Regions from separate parts of the Macaca mulatta genome. Here region 2 is linked to region 1. The links are chromatin contacts, called in public Hi-C maps. All regions are on one chromosome and are shown on one strand. The core of a region is the stretch at or near the end of the contact, and the rest is flanking DNA. Distances in the headings are between cores, read along the strand shown. Region 1 holds the start of LIMK2 (LIM domain kinase 2). Region 2 holds the start of SELENOM (selenoprotein M).

The links. Hi-C and Micro-C count contacts between places; a contact is called where the count stands out from the background.
Region 2: a contact with region 1 is called in a Hi-C map of cortical neurons, with 2.6 times the contacts expected there. The contact joins the promoter of SELENOM here to the promoter of LIMK2 in region 1. A contact is called at or near these places in 2 of 14 Hi-C or Micro-C datasets (cortical neurons and liver).

What each region holds. Positions count from the first base shown.
Region 1 is chr10:20,306,771-20,313,746 of T2T-MMU8v2.0, reverse strand. LIMK2 (LIM domain kinase 2) reads left to right here and starts at 4,127. Exons shown (of 16, transcript XR_013399270.1): 1 at 4,127-4,282. It overlaps LOC144331813 (a long non-coding RNA gene), which reads right to left. Exons shown (of 2, transcript XR_013399317.1): 2 at 4,127-5,350.
Region 2 is chr10:20,413,218-20,420,193 of T2T-MMU8v2.0, reverse strand. It overlaps SELENOM (selenoprotein M), which reads right to left and starts at 3,363. Exons shown (of 5, transcript NM_001159399.3): 1 at 3,148-3,363; 2 at 1,381-1,416; 3 at 1,130-1,164; 4 at 704-782; 5 at 279-624. The coding sequence starts at 3,276. The coding sequence ends at 466. SMTN (smoothelin) reads left to right here. Exons shown (of 20, transcript XM_077949953.1): 20 at 1-92.

The sequences.
Region 1 (6,976 bases), core at 2,878-5,377:
GGCAGAGATTGCAGTGAGCCAAGATTGCACCAGTGCACTCCAGTCTGAGCAACAGAGCAAGACTCCATCTCAAAAAAAAAAAAAAGCAAAATACCTTTTAAAAATGTCTTAAAATCATCATATATCCAATTGTTCAGATTTCCCTAGTTGTCTCATAACTTGTGTTGTTTCAATTGAGATCCAAATCATTTTCATACATTGCTATTATTTGTCTCTGAAATCTTTTTTTTTTTTTTTTTTTTTTGTTTTGAGACAGAGTTTCACTTGCCGCCCAGACTGGAGTGCAGTGGTGTGATCCCAGCTCACTACAGCCCCTGTCTCCCAGGTTCAAGCGATTCTTATGCCTCAGCCTCCCTAGTAGCTGGGACTACAGGCGCCTGCCATCATGCCCAGCTAATTTTTTGTGTTTGTGTGTGTGTGTGTGTGTGACAGAGTCTCGCTCTGTCACCCAGGCTGAAGTGCAGTGGCGTGATCTCGGCTCACTGCAAGCTCCGTCTCCTGGGTTTGCGCCATTCTCCTGCCTCAGCTTCCCAAGTAGCTGAGACTACAGGCACCTGCCACCACGCCTGGCTAACTTTTTTTGCATTTTTAGTAGAGACGGGGTTGCACTGTGTTAGCCAGAATGGTCTTGATCTCCTGACCTCGTGATCCACCCACCTTGGCCTCCCAAAATGCTGGAATTACAGGCGTAAACCACCTTGCCTGGCCTGTCTATGAAATTTTTTCTACTGTGCAGTTTATCTGTTAAAGAAACTAGGTTATTTGTCCTGTTGCATTTCCCACAGTGTCAGTTTTGCTGTTTGCGTCATGGGAATGTTACTAAGTTCCTCTTCCCCATGTATTTCCTATAAGTTGGTTGTTAGATCTAGAAGCTTGACCAGATTCAAGCTTATTATTTTTGTTTTGTAAGACTATGTCGGCCGGGTGCGGTGGCTCAAGCCTGTAATCCCAGCACTTTGGGAGGCCGAGACGGGCGGATCACGAGGTCAGGAGATCGAGACCGTCCTGGCTAACACAGTGAAACCCCGTCTCTACTAAAAAATACAAAAAACTAGCCGGGCGCGGTGGCGGATGCCTGTAGTCCCAGCTACTTGGGAGGCTGAGGCAGGAAAATGGCCTAAACCCGGGAGGCGGAGCTTGCAGTGAGCTGAGATCCGGCCACTGCACTCCAGCCTGGGCGACAGAGCAAGACTCTGTCTCAAAAAAAAAAAAAAAAAAAAAAAAAAAGACTATGTCATGGGTGATAGTATATACTTGGTGTGTCTCATCTGGAGGCACCTAATGTCTCATAGTCCTACTTTGTGATGTTATAGAAGCCACTACTGATCATCTAGAGTTGAGAAACAAGACTGCACTCTGGGCAGAGTCGGGCACAAAATTACAGAGAACATGGAGATCTTGTTGTTGTAGGAATGGCAAGTGGTGCAAGGCAGGATACGGTCAGGAAAAAGCAGAGTCCTGGAGTGAAGGGAATAGAGAGAGACAAGTCCACAGTGGGAGATGTAGTCAGCTCATGAGGGCTGGTTTGGCTTTTATTTTGTAGGCCATGGGGTGCCGTTGAAGAGTTTTGAACAGAGAGATGACAGGTCCAGAAACATACTTTTGGAAGATTAACCAGTCCATTTTGGGTAGGATGATTCAGGGAGGGCCAAGACTGGCTCAGTTGGAAGCAAGTGGAGGTGACACTGGGCAAGTCTGGTTGGGTACCAGTGGACCAGTACCTTCAAGAGGGCAGAACCTTGAGTTGTTTTTCAAGATCTAGGTTTTCAGGATCCTAGGCTCAGAGAGTTGACTGTGAGGCGGCTGGCAGGATCTGGCCCTAGGGACTGATCAAGCCATGGCCAGTGAAACAAACTGTGGACAGGTAACTTGGGTGCTATTGAAACTCAGTTGGCCTACTCCCTGCCCAGGCTTTCTCTTTTTTTTTTTTGAGACGGAGTCTCGCTCTGTCGCCCGGGCTGGAGTGCAGTGGCCGGATCTCAGCTCACTGCAAGCTCCGCCTCCCGGGTTTACGCCATTCTCCTGCCTCAGCCTCCCAAGTAACTGGGACTACAGGCGCCCGCCACGTCGCCTGGCTAGTTTTTTGTATTTTTTAGTAGAGACGGGGTTTCACCGGGTTAGCCAGGATGGTCTCGATCTCCTGACCTCGTGATCCGCCCGTCTCGGCCTCCCAAAGTGCTGGGATTACAGGCTTGAGCCACCGCGCCCGGCCTGCCCAGGCTTTCTCTACCCTCCAGAAGTCCCCCTTGAGTTCACAGGTGATTTCCGGAATGTTCTTTGGGTCCACATTAACAATATACCTCTTGGCTATAACATTTCTACAGAAAGCTATTCCCTTCCGTTACATTTTCAACTTGCATTTCTCAGAGTCGCCTGAACTTCCCTAGGAGAAACTTGGGGGACTTGGCTAGTCCCCAATTCCCTGCTGGTGAAGACCATGATGCTGGAGGTAGGAGGAAGTGGAATGTGAGAGGGAATGAGGAGGGAGAAGAGATAGACCTGGGTGCCTTGGTGTGGAGCAGAGGGAGAGGGAAGACACCCAGGAGGTTTTGGTTCCCAGGATGCCAGTGCTTTGTTGCCTGGGAAAATACAGTGTTACATCTTTCTGTAGGAAGGATGGGGAAAGTCCCTGTCCCCTGTTTGCTAGCCATGAGGCAGCTTGTCAGGAGAGTCCCTGGATTCCTGTCACTTTAATTCAGTACACAATCTTGTGTTTACTATACTGATTTCCTTAGAAACTATAAAACTGAGTACTGAAAAGAGTTCCCAGGAATTAACGGAAGTGGAACAGAGCCTCCCCAGCACTTTGTGCACACTCAGGACATCGTGAGCCACCTGCCACACCCAGAGGAGAAAAATCTGGCATCCGGTTTGAATTAGAGCAGGAAGAAAGAGAATTGTGCTCGCCTTTGCCTTTGCCTTTACTTAACCAACTGCTGGGACCAGAGGCAGTTGGGTTGAACTTTGTCTTTGGTTAGGGGTGGGGGGCGCGGGGGACAGAATCCATTTCCCTGGGCCCCATCCTCTTTCTGGTCATTTGGACACTTTTCCCGTGATCTAAATCTGATCTAAGGAAATGACAATTGTGAAAGACCCAGGGTGAGAGAATCCGATGGGAGGGTGGGTCATCAGGGACCAGCTGACCTGGCTGATGATGTGTTAATACCTTAATCACACAGAGGACCCCAATCTCCTTCCAAACCTAATGAGCGGAAGTGGTTCTCAAAGCTACTCAGCCAGCTAGCAGCTGCCATAACCCAGTCAGCTGTCCTAACTCAGTCCTGTGATCCCTCCTCCTCATAGAAGATTCTAAACTGGCAGCCCACAGGGCAAATCTAGTGGCCAAGTGTGTTTCATTTGGTCTACATGGCATTTTAAAACCTTTTTGATGCTATCAACATTTTTAAAAGTGGCAAATTTCACCTAAACATCTGGATTTTTGGCATGTTTTGAAAAGTTGGAAGACCTGGGAATGGTAGGCCCATGTTCCTGCAGAGGAGTGCTCGTCTTCCAATGGGGCGCACAAGCTCCAGCGTCCTGCGCTCATTTCTGTACCTAATTGGCCTGGCTGAGGATCTGCTCCTCGAAAGCTGGTTGGTCGCCTGCAGCCATCTTTGACTTAGCGATTATTTACTGTCCGCTTACTCATAGTGGCGCAGAGAAGTGGTTTCTCTGAGCTAGAAGCTTCTAAGAAAAGTCCATCCTCAAAGCTGTTTGTGGGATAGACCTGGCTCCTCCACTGTAATATTCCTGATTTCAAACACTACTGGAAAGAGCTCTGGACTGGCAGTCAGTAGGCCTGGGCTCCCATCCCAGCTCTCCTCCTAATGAGCGAAGCCATTTCGAGGTAGTTGAACTTGGCCTCTGATCCTTAACTTTCCCTATCTGTAAAATGAAGGCGACTAGATGGGTGCGGACTAGATCCGTGTTGAGCCTTCTGGCCCACGCAGAATCAACCTTACCAGCCGGAGCACCTCGAGGGTACACCGCTCGCACTAGGGGGCGCCAGGGCCGCTACAGAGCCAGAGCCAGAGCCTGGGGGCGGGTCCTGAGAGCGGCGGGGCGGGGCCTCGGCGGGCAGTCCCCGGTGCCAGGTGTGGTTTGGTCCTCCCGGGGCGCCGTAGGCAGTGCATCCCGTTCGCGCCTGGGGCTGTGGTCCTCCCGCGCCTGAGGCGGCGGCGGCAGGAGCAGAAGGGAGCTGTACAGAGCTGAGGGGAGTTGCTGTGTCCCCCGCCTCCTCCTCCCCATTTCCGCGCTCCCGGGACCATGTCCGCGCTGGCGGGTAAGGAAGGGCTGCTCCGCCCTGTCCCGCTGTTATCTCCGAAGCCCAGGTCCATGGCGCCTGAGGGAAACTGGCGGTCTCGGGTGTTTCGGGCTGGTTGGATCCTCGTGGGTTCCAGCTCCTCAGAAGAGCTGGGAGGCGGGGTGGGCACAGCGCTCCCCAGGCATTTGGAGGGTGGGACTCTGGGAATGGGGAGGTAGGGCATCCTGGAGACAGAGGGCTCGGAGGGGCAGACGGGTTGGGCGGCTTCCCGCGAGTTGAAGTCCCCGGGAGGAAGAGATTCTGGCTTTGCCAGGAATCCAGCTTTTTGGAGGAACCTGGCGGCCGCAGACTCCCAAATTAAAGCCTTTTTAAGGAAGTTGTAAAGCATGGGGTTCACTTAGAGTGGAAGCTCTGTGGAATTTGAGGAGTACAGGATTCTCTAGGGTTCAGGACAATTAGGAGAGTTACCCGGGGTTCTGGGTTTTCTGAGGGAAATGAAGGAGGATGTGACTTCCCTGCCAGGACCCAAGGCTTCTCGCGGGCATCTTGGTGCCTGGGATTTCCCCGGGGCTGGGAGCTCTTTGCAGAATATAGGGGAGTATGGAGCCCCTTGAGGTTTAGGATAGGACTAAGGGTAAGGAGAGATCGGACCATTCTTTTTGGGGCTCAAAGATCTCTGCTACAGGTGAGGAAAGTAGACCGCCTGGGGTTCTGAGTCCTCCCGCGGAAGCTCCCTTGGCCTCTCTAGACTTAAAGACTAGAGGGATGCGGCCAAACACCTCCTGGAAGGAAGAGTTATCTTAAAGGTGAAGGGTAACTTCAGAGTTGGGTTAGCTGCTCCTGCCGTCTCCTCCCCGTCACCTCACACACCACCCTGCAGCTTCCTGCCTTTCCCATCTGTTCCCCCAGCAGCAGGAACCTTCTGTCTCCTATGTTTCCCAGCCACCTGTGTGGGTGGCCCAGCCTCTGGGTCCACCAGGGTCAGCGTCCAGAAGCTTTGGAGAGGCGGCAAGAGGCCATTGAGGTGGAGGGGGGCTGGCTATCTGCCCCCTGCTTCCTGGCTTTCCGTCTGTGGACGGTCACTTCCTTCATCCTGAATACAAGGACTGGGCTACCAGTGGGTCACTTCCTCACCAAGGGAGCATGGGATTTTCTCCTCATTGGTGATAATAGACTTCTGGAGAGGGCTGGGGGTGGAAATGCCTAAAAAAATTTTCCTGTAATCCCAGCACTTTGGGAGGGCAGGGCAGGAGGATCGCTTGAGTCCAGGAGTTCGAGACCGGCTTGGGCTATATAGCGAGACCTCATCTTTTAAAAACAAAGCCTTGTCTCTTAAAAAAGATTTTTTTTTAAGCTTACAAAATTCCTCAACTCAAATGATCTCCAGTAACTTTTTTTTTTTTTTTTTTTTTGAGTCGAAGTCTTGCTCTGTCGCCCAGGCTGGGGTGCAGTGGCACGATCTCGGCTCACTGCAACCTCTGCCTTCCGGGTTCAAGCGATTCTCCTACCTCAGCCTCCCGAGTAGCTGGGACAACAGGGGCCTGCCACCACGCCCGGCTAATTGTTTTCGTATTTTTAGTAGAGATGGGGTTTCACCATATTGACCAGGCCGGTCTTGAACTCCTGATGACCTTGTGATCTGCCCACTTCCGCCTCCCAAAGTGCTGGGATTACAGGTGTGAGCCACCGTGCCCGGCCGATTTCCAGTAACTTTTTCTAACAGCTGTGTAATATAGGTTGCCTGTCTTGAACCCTGTTTCTTAGAAATTTGTGAAAGGTTTCACAGTACAGTAGTCTAGAGGCATAAAGCCTCTAGATGCACTAATTTATGCATTCTTTCATTCAAAGAATATTTGTTGGATTCTTCTTAGCTAAATGCTGAAGAGTACAATGGTGACATAGTTCTTGGCTTTGTGGTGCTTATAATCCTAAAAATGGACAATAAATAATTATAACAATTGCAATAAATGTTAACAATTGCAATACATAATAGTTGAGGTAAACAACTGAGATAAGTGCTGTAAGAGTGCACCAGGGGTGAGGGGTATTCTCTATTTTTCTGTTTTGGTAGAGACAGGGTCTCACTATGTTGCCCATGGTGGTCTTGAATTCCTAGTTTCAAGCCATCCTCCTGTCTCAGCCTCCCAAAGTGCTGGGATTACAGGCATAAACCACCATGCCCATCTTCTACTTTTTTTTTTTTTTTGAAGGGAATACTTTTCTTAAAACTGCAAGTTTATGCTGACCCCTGGAGATAAGTAAAAGTTAGTCTGGCAAAAAAAGCTCACAGAACATTCCAGGCAGAGGAAACAGCATAAAAAGGCCCTAGGGTAGGAAGGCATGTAGTGCCTTTGAGCCTTCGAGCTGGGAGGTCAATATGGTTTTTTGCTTTTTTTGTGGGGGGTGGGGAGGCAGAGTCTCACTCTGTTGTTGCCCATGCTGGAGTACAGTGGCGTGATCCAGACTCACTGTACCCTCCACCTCCCGGCTTTAAGTGATTCTTCTGCCTCAGCCTCCTGAGTATCTGGGACTACAGGGAAGCGCTACCTCGCCCAGCTAATTTTTTGTATTTTTAGTAGAGACTGGTTCTCACCATGTTGCCCAGGCTGGTCTCAAACTCCTGAGCTCAGGCAGTCCACCCACCTTGGCCTCCCAAAGTGCTAGGATTACCGGCGTGAGCCACTGCGCCCAGCCAAGTATGGCTTTTTATTT
Region 2 (6,976 bases), core at 2,114-4,613, 110 kb before region 1:
TCCCTGTGCGCCCACCCACCGCTGCCCTGTCTGTCGCGACACCCTCCCCCCACATACACGCAGCGTTTTGATAAATTATTGGTTTTCAACGATTCTGACTCCTCCCTGCGTCTCCTGGGGGTGGGGAGGGGGTTTGAACGGAAGGCGGCTCTGCAAGGTCTCCAACTCCAGCAGCCAGGCACTTGGGAATGCGAGGTCCCGCTGGGGTCCTCAGAGGTTCTTCTTCCGACCTCCCACCCCATCCCCCCGCAGCAAGCAATGAAGGAGTCGAGCCTCAGTTAAGGCAGGAGGGAATTTAGTGGAGCTGGGGAGGGAAGAAAGTGGGGTTGGGAGAACCTTTCATCCCTGCTGGCCTGGGGACGGGGCATCGGCCCTCAGCAAGAGAGGTATTCCCGGGATGCTGAGCGCTTCATTCTGTCTCCAGGACTCAGGCAGGGTGGTCCCAGCTCCGCCACGCCCCCGGACCTACAGGTCGGCGTGGTCCGAATTTTCCTCCGGGGGCCTAGCGGGCGCCCACACGTACTCGGGGGGCACCTGCGCGTCGGGCGCCGCCTTGCGGTAGAAGCCGAGCTCCTGCACCAGCGCGTTGATCTCTTCGCGGGTCATTTCACTGAGCGGTATGCGCTGAGGCGGAGGAGGAGCGGGGTCAGCAGACTGGGTCTCACCTCTGGCCTTGCCCCCAGCCCGCCTCCCACGGCCTCACCTCCAGTTCCTCGTAGCGGCGGCCCAGCAGCACGAGCTCAGGGTCGGCCCCAGGGAGGTGTTTCATCACCAGGTTGTGACTGGAGGTGGTGTTAAGGAGGGTGGTGGTGGGCAGAGGGAGGTAGTGGTTCCCGCAGCCTTACTGATGGGAACAGCATTGCCTCCATTGCTGAGCGCTTACTCTGTGCCCGGGTGGGGCCAGGGTCTCCGCTTATACGTGAGAAAATTAGGGTTCATTCTGTGGCAGTCATCACTAGTCAATCTCTCTTGCCCACCCAACATGGAGACCACCTCAGAATCCTCTGGGCGGCCACTACCAATCAGTTCCACTTGTCAGTTGAAAACCATCTGCCACCCCTTTCTTAAGTTAAGTGGAGATTCTCCCAGGTGCCCAACCCATTTCCCCTCCCCCAGAACAGAAGGATACTAGAATGGAATGTCCTGGGTGACGAAAGCCTTCACCTGGGGAGGAACCAGAGCATCAGAGACCATGACCCCAGTCTCCTCGAGGTACAGATGGGGCACTGAAGCCCAGTGAAGTCATAAAGCAAGTCAGGTGCAGGCTCCTGACTCTTAGCCTAGGGATCCTCCCCCCAGCCCCAGTCATTAGGACCATGTTGCCCACTCCCCAAGAGGCTCAGGGGGAACAGAGCTAGGGACCTCTTCCTTCAAACTCACCTCCTTTAGGCGGTTCAGCTGTCATCCCCCACAGGTCTGGAGGGGGATAAAATGGGATAGGTCAGAAGTCCTTCACATTTATACCAGCCACATCCCCAAAGCCATACATCCTTATCCCTGAGTTGGGTGGGTCTGTGAGTTATCCCTGGATCAGCAGTTCCCAAGGTGTGAAGGAAATGCTGGCCCCTTGTGGACAGAAGGGGGAACTGTGTATACAGCTGGGGAGACTCAGGCCTACAGACACCAGGGGAAAAGAGCAAGGCCAGAGACCCACAGTGTGCCTGCCAGCCTTGGGGCCTGTACATCCTACTGGCTGTTGACTGACTCCCAATGCCCAGGGGAAATGATCACCCTGCTTCTCTTAAGCAGTAGAGACCTGGGCTTGGCCTTTGATCCCTGAAATCTCACAGTGGAGGCAGACCAGAAGGAAACACCTCAGAATGGCCCTGGGGGCCCCCATTAGAGACACCTACCATCTGGTCCCTACTCTACACAGGCAGACCTCACCCTGCCTGCCACCTGCGGCCCAGCCCCACAGACCATCTGCTTGCTTCCCTGACATGGGAGGGTGGGAGGACTCCTCCCTGCCTTCCCTGAGGAGACACCACCATCCAGCAGGAGTGCAGACCCCAGGACCACCCACTCCAGCCCTCCTCCATCCTACCCTCAGCCCTTTCCTTAGAGACAGGGTCTCACTATGTCTGCCAAGCTGGTCTTGAACTCCTGGGCTCAAGCAATCCTCCTGTCTTGGCCTCCCAAAGTGCTGGGATTACAGGGGTGCACTACCGGCACCCAGCCATTCTACACCTTTTTGTCAGAGCTGACAAAAAGCTCAGAGGAGGCCGGGCACGGTGGCTCAAGCCTGTAATCCCAGCACTTTGGGAGGCCGAGATGGGCGGACCACGAGGTCAGGAGATCGAGACCATCCTGGCTAACACGGTGAAACCCCATCTCTACTAAAAAATACAAAAAACTAGCCGGGTGAGGTGGCGGGCGCCTGTAGTCCCAGCTACTCGGGAGGCTGAGGCAGGAGAATGGCGTAAACCTGGGAGGCAGAGCTTGCAGTGAGCTGAGATCCAGCCACTGCACTCCAGCCTGGGTGACAGAGCCAGACTCCATCTCAAAAAAAAAAAAAAAAAAAGCTCAGAGGAGGGCTGTGATGGTCAAAGTCACATAGCAAGACGGGGACTCCGAAAGGGAATTTCCTGGTAGGGGGAGCATGGGAGGCGGCTGCAGAGTAAATGTTGACAAACAAGTTCCCAACTTGGTTCCCCCTCCGAGTTGGCCCCCTTCCCTGGCTCCTGCATATGGAAGGAGGCACCAAGAAACTCTTCTCTCCCCCTAGAAGAAGGAAAAGAGACTTTCTGGAACCTCAAGCCCTGGAACTGGGTGGGGGAGGAATTCCAGGAACATGAAGTGATGGGGGATGGGAAGTTGGGACAGGATTGGGAGTCATAGGCCACGAGAAGAGTTAGGAGACTGCTCTCTCAGTGTCTGGGTGTCCGCTGGCGGGCCGGGTAGGGGGAGCTGGGGAAGGGTTCGGAGTTCCAGGCCCCAAAGTCGGTGTCTCAGACTTCCACGGTGGATGCTGGGGTCATCTGGGGCTAGGGAACAGGAGGGACGGTCCCGGCGCAAGGGGGAAAGCAGGGACTCGAGGTTCGAGGTGGTCCTGGGGCCAGGGCAGACGGTGCTCCCATGGGGCCGCAGGGTTGGGGGACGGTAGGGTTGGGGGACGGTAGTGTTGGGGCTGGAGGCCGGCGTTCTCACCTCTACCCGGGCGCGGGTCAGGCCGCTCAGACGATTCCAGTCCGGCCGGTAGGCAGTGGCGGCTGTGGCTGGGGCCACAAGCGCCGCGAGAAGCAGCAGCAGCGCCAGCGGAGGCAACAGGAGGCTCATCGGGACCCGGCCGCAGGTGATGCGCAAGCTGGAGGCGAACCTCCGAGTCCCTGCGCCACGTCTGGGCCTGTAGGCTGGCCCCGCCCCCGCCCCCGCCCCCGCCCCCGCCCCCGCCCCCGTCCCCGTCCCCGCCCCCGCCCCCACTCCCGCTAGAGGCCCAGCCCCGCTGGAGACCACGCCCCCAGCGATCGGTCTCCGCCCCACGGCTCCCCGCCGTTACCTCGCGCTTGCTCAGGGTGAGGTCCCGGCTCCTCCCTGGCCTTTGGGCCTTCACTTTCCCAGGTCCGAGAGTGTCCACGCTCCTTTTGTAGAGCGAGGATGTGGACGCTCCCACAGGATGCGGCCAGGCAGCGCCACCTCACGCCGGCAGAGGGTGCCGGCGAGACGCTGAGGGACACGGGAGTTTCTGAGCCAAACCTGCCACTTTAAGATAGGGAAACTGATAGGACACCCAAGAAAAAAAAAAAGGAAAAAAGAAAGAAGAAAAAATAAGATAGGGAAACTGGACTTTCTGAGGACTCCTCGCTTTGGAGCGTGGGAGATGGAGAGTGAGGTTCCGTAGAGGGGGTGCGGCTTCTGGGAGCCACTGAGACCTACCAGCGTGCATTCTACCATCCACAGCTACTGCTGAGCAGACTCTCTGTCCTGGGGTGAGGAAAGGAATTTGTTACTCAAAGGTGGGAAAATGCAAAGAGGGTTACAGCTGTTAGGCCACAACAGGGTCTTAAATCAGCTGGGTTATATTTACGGAATCAGGATTTACTTTTTTTTTTTTTTTAATGTGGCTATCTAATTCAATTAAAAATCTTGTCTTTTTCAGTGCTACTCTGCAGTGTTACCTCTGTTATATATAAATAGGCAACCATGGCTGGGCGTGGTGGCTCACACTTGTAATCTCAGCACTTTGGGAGGCCGAGGCGGGTAGGTTATTTGAGGTCAGGAGTTCAAGGCCAGCCTGGCCAACATGAAACCCCATCTCTACTAAAAATACAAAAATTAGCCAGGCGTGGTGTGGGCGCCTGTAATCCCATCTACTTGGGAGGCTGAGGCAGGAGAATCACTTCAACCTGGGAGGCAGAGGTTGAAGTGAGCCAACATCCTACCACTGCACTCCAGCCTAGGCGACAGACACTCTGTCTCAAAAATAAATAAATAAGCAACCATATAAATATCTGGGAGTCTACTTATGAATATTGTACCCTATTCTACTCCTCCAGTGCATTTGTCTAACTATGCTGTCTTATTAAGTATAGCTTTATAGTCAGACTTGACATCTGGTTGTCTGTTAGTCCTCTAGCTTTGTTCTTTCTGCTTTTTTTTTTTTTTTTGAGATGGAGTCATTCTGTCGCCCAGGCTGGAGTGCAGAGGCCCCATCGCGGCTCACTGCAACCTCCGCCTCCCAGGTTCAAGCGATTGTCCTGGGCGCCACCATGCCCAGCTAATGTTTTTTGTATTTTTAATAGAGATGGTGTTTCACCGTGTTAGCCAGGATGGTCTTGATCTCCTGATCTCATGATCCACCTGCCTCAGCCTCCCAAAGTGCTGGGATAACAGGTGTGAGCCACTGCACCTGGCCCGTTTTTTTTTTTGTTTTTGTTTTTGTTTTTTTTGAGACAGAATCTTGCTCTGTCGCCCAGGCTGGAGTGCAGTGGCTCAATCACAGCCTGAACCTCCAAGGCTCAAGCAATCTTCCCACCTCAGCCTCCTGAGTAGCTGGGACTACAGGCATGCACCACCATGCCCAGCTGATTTTTTTTTTTTTTTTTTTGAGATGGAGTTTCCCTCTCATTGTCCAGACTGGAGTACAGTGACATGATCTGGACTCACTGCAACCTCTGCCTCCCGGGTTCAAGTGATTCTTTTGCCTCAGCCTCCCAAGTAGCTGGGATTACAGGTGCCCGCCATCATGCCCAGCTAATTTTTGTATTTTTAGTAGACATGGGGTTTCACCATCTGGGCCAGGCTGGTCTCGAACTCCTGACCTCAAGTCATCCACCCACCTTGGCTTCCCAAAGTCCTGGGATTACAGGTGTGAGCTACTGTGCTGGCTTTTTTTTTTTTTTTGGGGGGGGGGGACAGAGTCTTGCTCTGTCACCCAGGCTGGAGTGCAGTGGCTCAATCACAGCCTGAACCTCCCAGGGTCAAGCAATCCTCCCACCTCAGCCTCCTGAGTAGCTGGGACTACATGCATGCACCACCGTGCCCAGCTGATTTTCTTTATTTTTTATTTATTTATTTTGAGACGAGTTTCCCTCTCATTGTCCAGGCTGGAGTACAATGGCATGATCTGGACTCACTGCAACCTCTGCCTCCCGGGTTCAAGCGATTCTTTTGCCTCAGCTTCCCAAGTAGCTGGGATTACAGGTGTCGGCCACCACACCTGGCTAATTTTTTGTCTTTTTAGTAGAGACGGGATTTCACCATGTTGATCAAGCTGGTCGCGAACTCCTGGGCTCAAGTGATCCTCCTGCCTTGGCCTCCCAAAGTACTGGGATTACAAGCATGAGCCATCATGCCTGGCCTATGGCCTACATTTTCCTGTGGTGAGAGCCATGTGTAAGCCCACAGCCTCAGTGAGCCACCGCAGGCAGTCTAGCTTTGTTCTTCTTGAAGGCTGTCTTGACTATACTCGGCCTTTCGCACTTCCAGGTACAATGTAAGGCCAGCTCGTCAACCTCCACAGAAAAACCTTCCACGTTTCTATCAGGATTTCAAATTCCCATTGGGGAAATCAATGTGGGGAGACTCTACAGCTTTACATTATTGTGTTTTTTCTACCACGAACATGGTAAATCCCTCCCTTTCTATAGGTCTTCTTTAATTTCAGTAACATTTTGTGATTTTTAGAATAAATATCTTGCATATCTTTCATTAGATTTATTCCTAGATATTTAATTTTTTATAGCATTACAAACTCTATTGTTTTTACATATTCATTTTCAAGTTGCTTGGCAGTAGCATATAGGAAGACAATTGATTTTTGCATATTAACCTTGCAGCCAGTGGCCTCACTGAATTGCTTACTCTAATAGTTTAACTGGAGATTTTTAAAAATTTTCTACATATGCATATTATATCACCTGGAAATAAAAGTGGTTTTCTTCCTTTCTGATCCTTATACCTTGGTTTTGTTTCATTGCACTGTCTTAATTGTACTGTCTGGGACCTCTGGTACAATGTTGACTAGAACTGGTCATCGTCTTTTTCCAGAGATCATCTTTTTTTTTTGAGATGGAGTCTCACTCTGTCGCCCAGGCTGGAGTGCAGTGGCACAATCTCGGCTCACTGCAAGCTCTGCCTCCCGGGTTCACGCCATTCTCCTGCCTCAGCCCCCGAGTAGCTGGGACTACAGGCACCCGCCACCATGCCCGGCTAATTTTTTATATTTTTAGTAGAGACGGGGTTTCACCGTGTTAGCCAGGATGGTCTCGATCTCCTGACCTTGTGATCCGCCCTCCTCGGCCTCCCAAAGTGCTGGGATTACAGGCGTGAGTCACTACGCCCAGCCCCAGATGTCATCTTTAAACGATCATGTTTGCTGTAGGTTTGTTACTGATGTGTTTTATAAAAGAAAGTTTTCTATTTCTATTTTTCTTAGAGCTTTTATCTTGAATGAATGTTGAACTTTGTCAAATGTTTTCCTGCATCTATTGAGATGATCATGTGGTTTTTCTCCTTTATTTTATTAAATGTGGTAAAA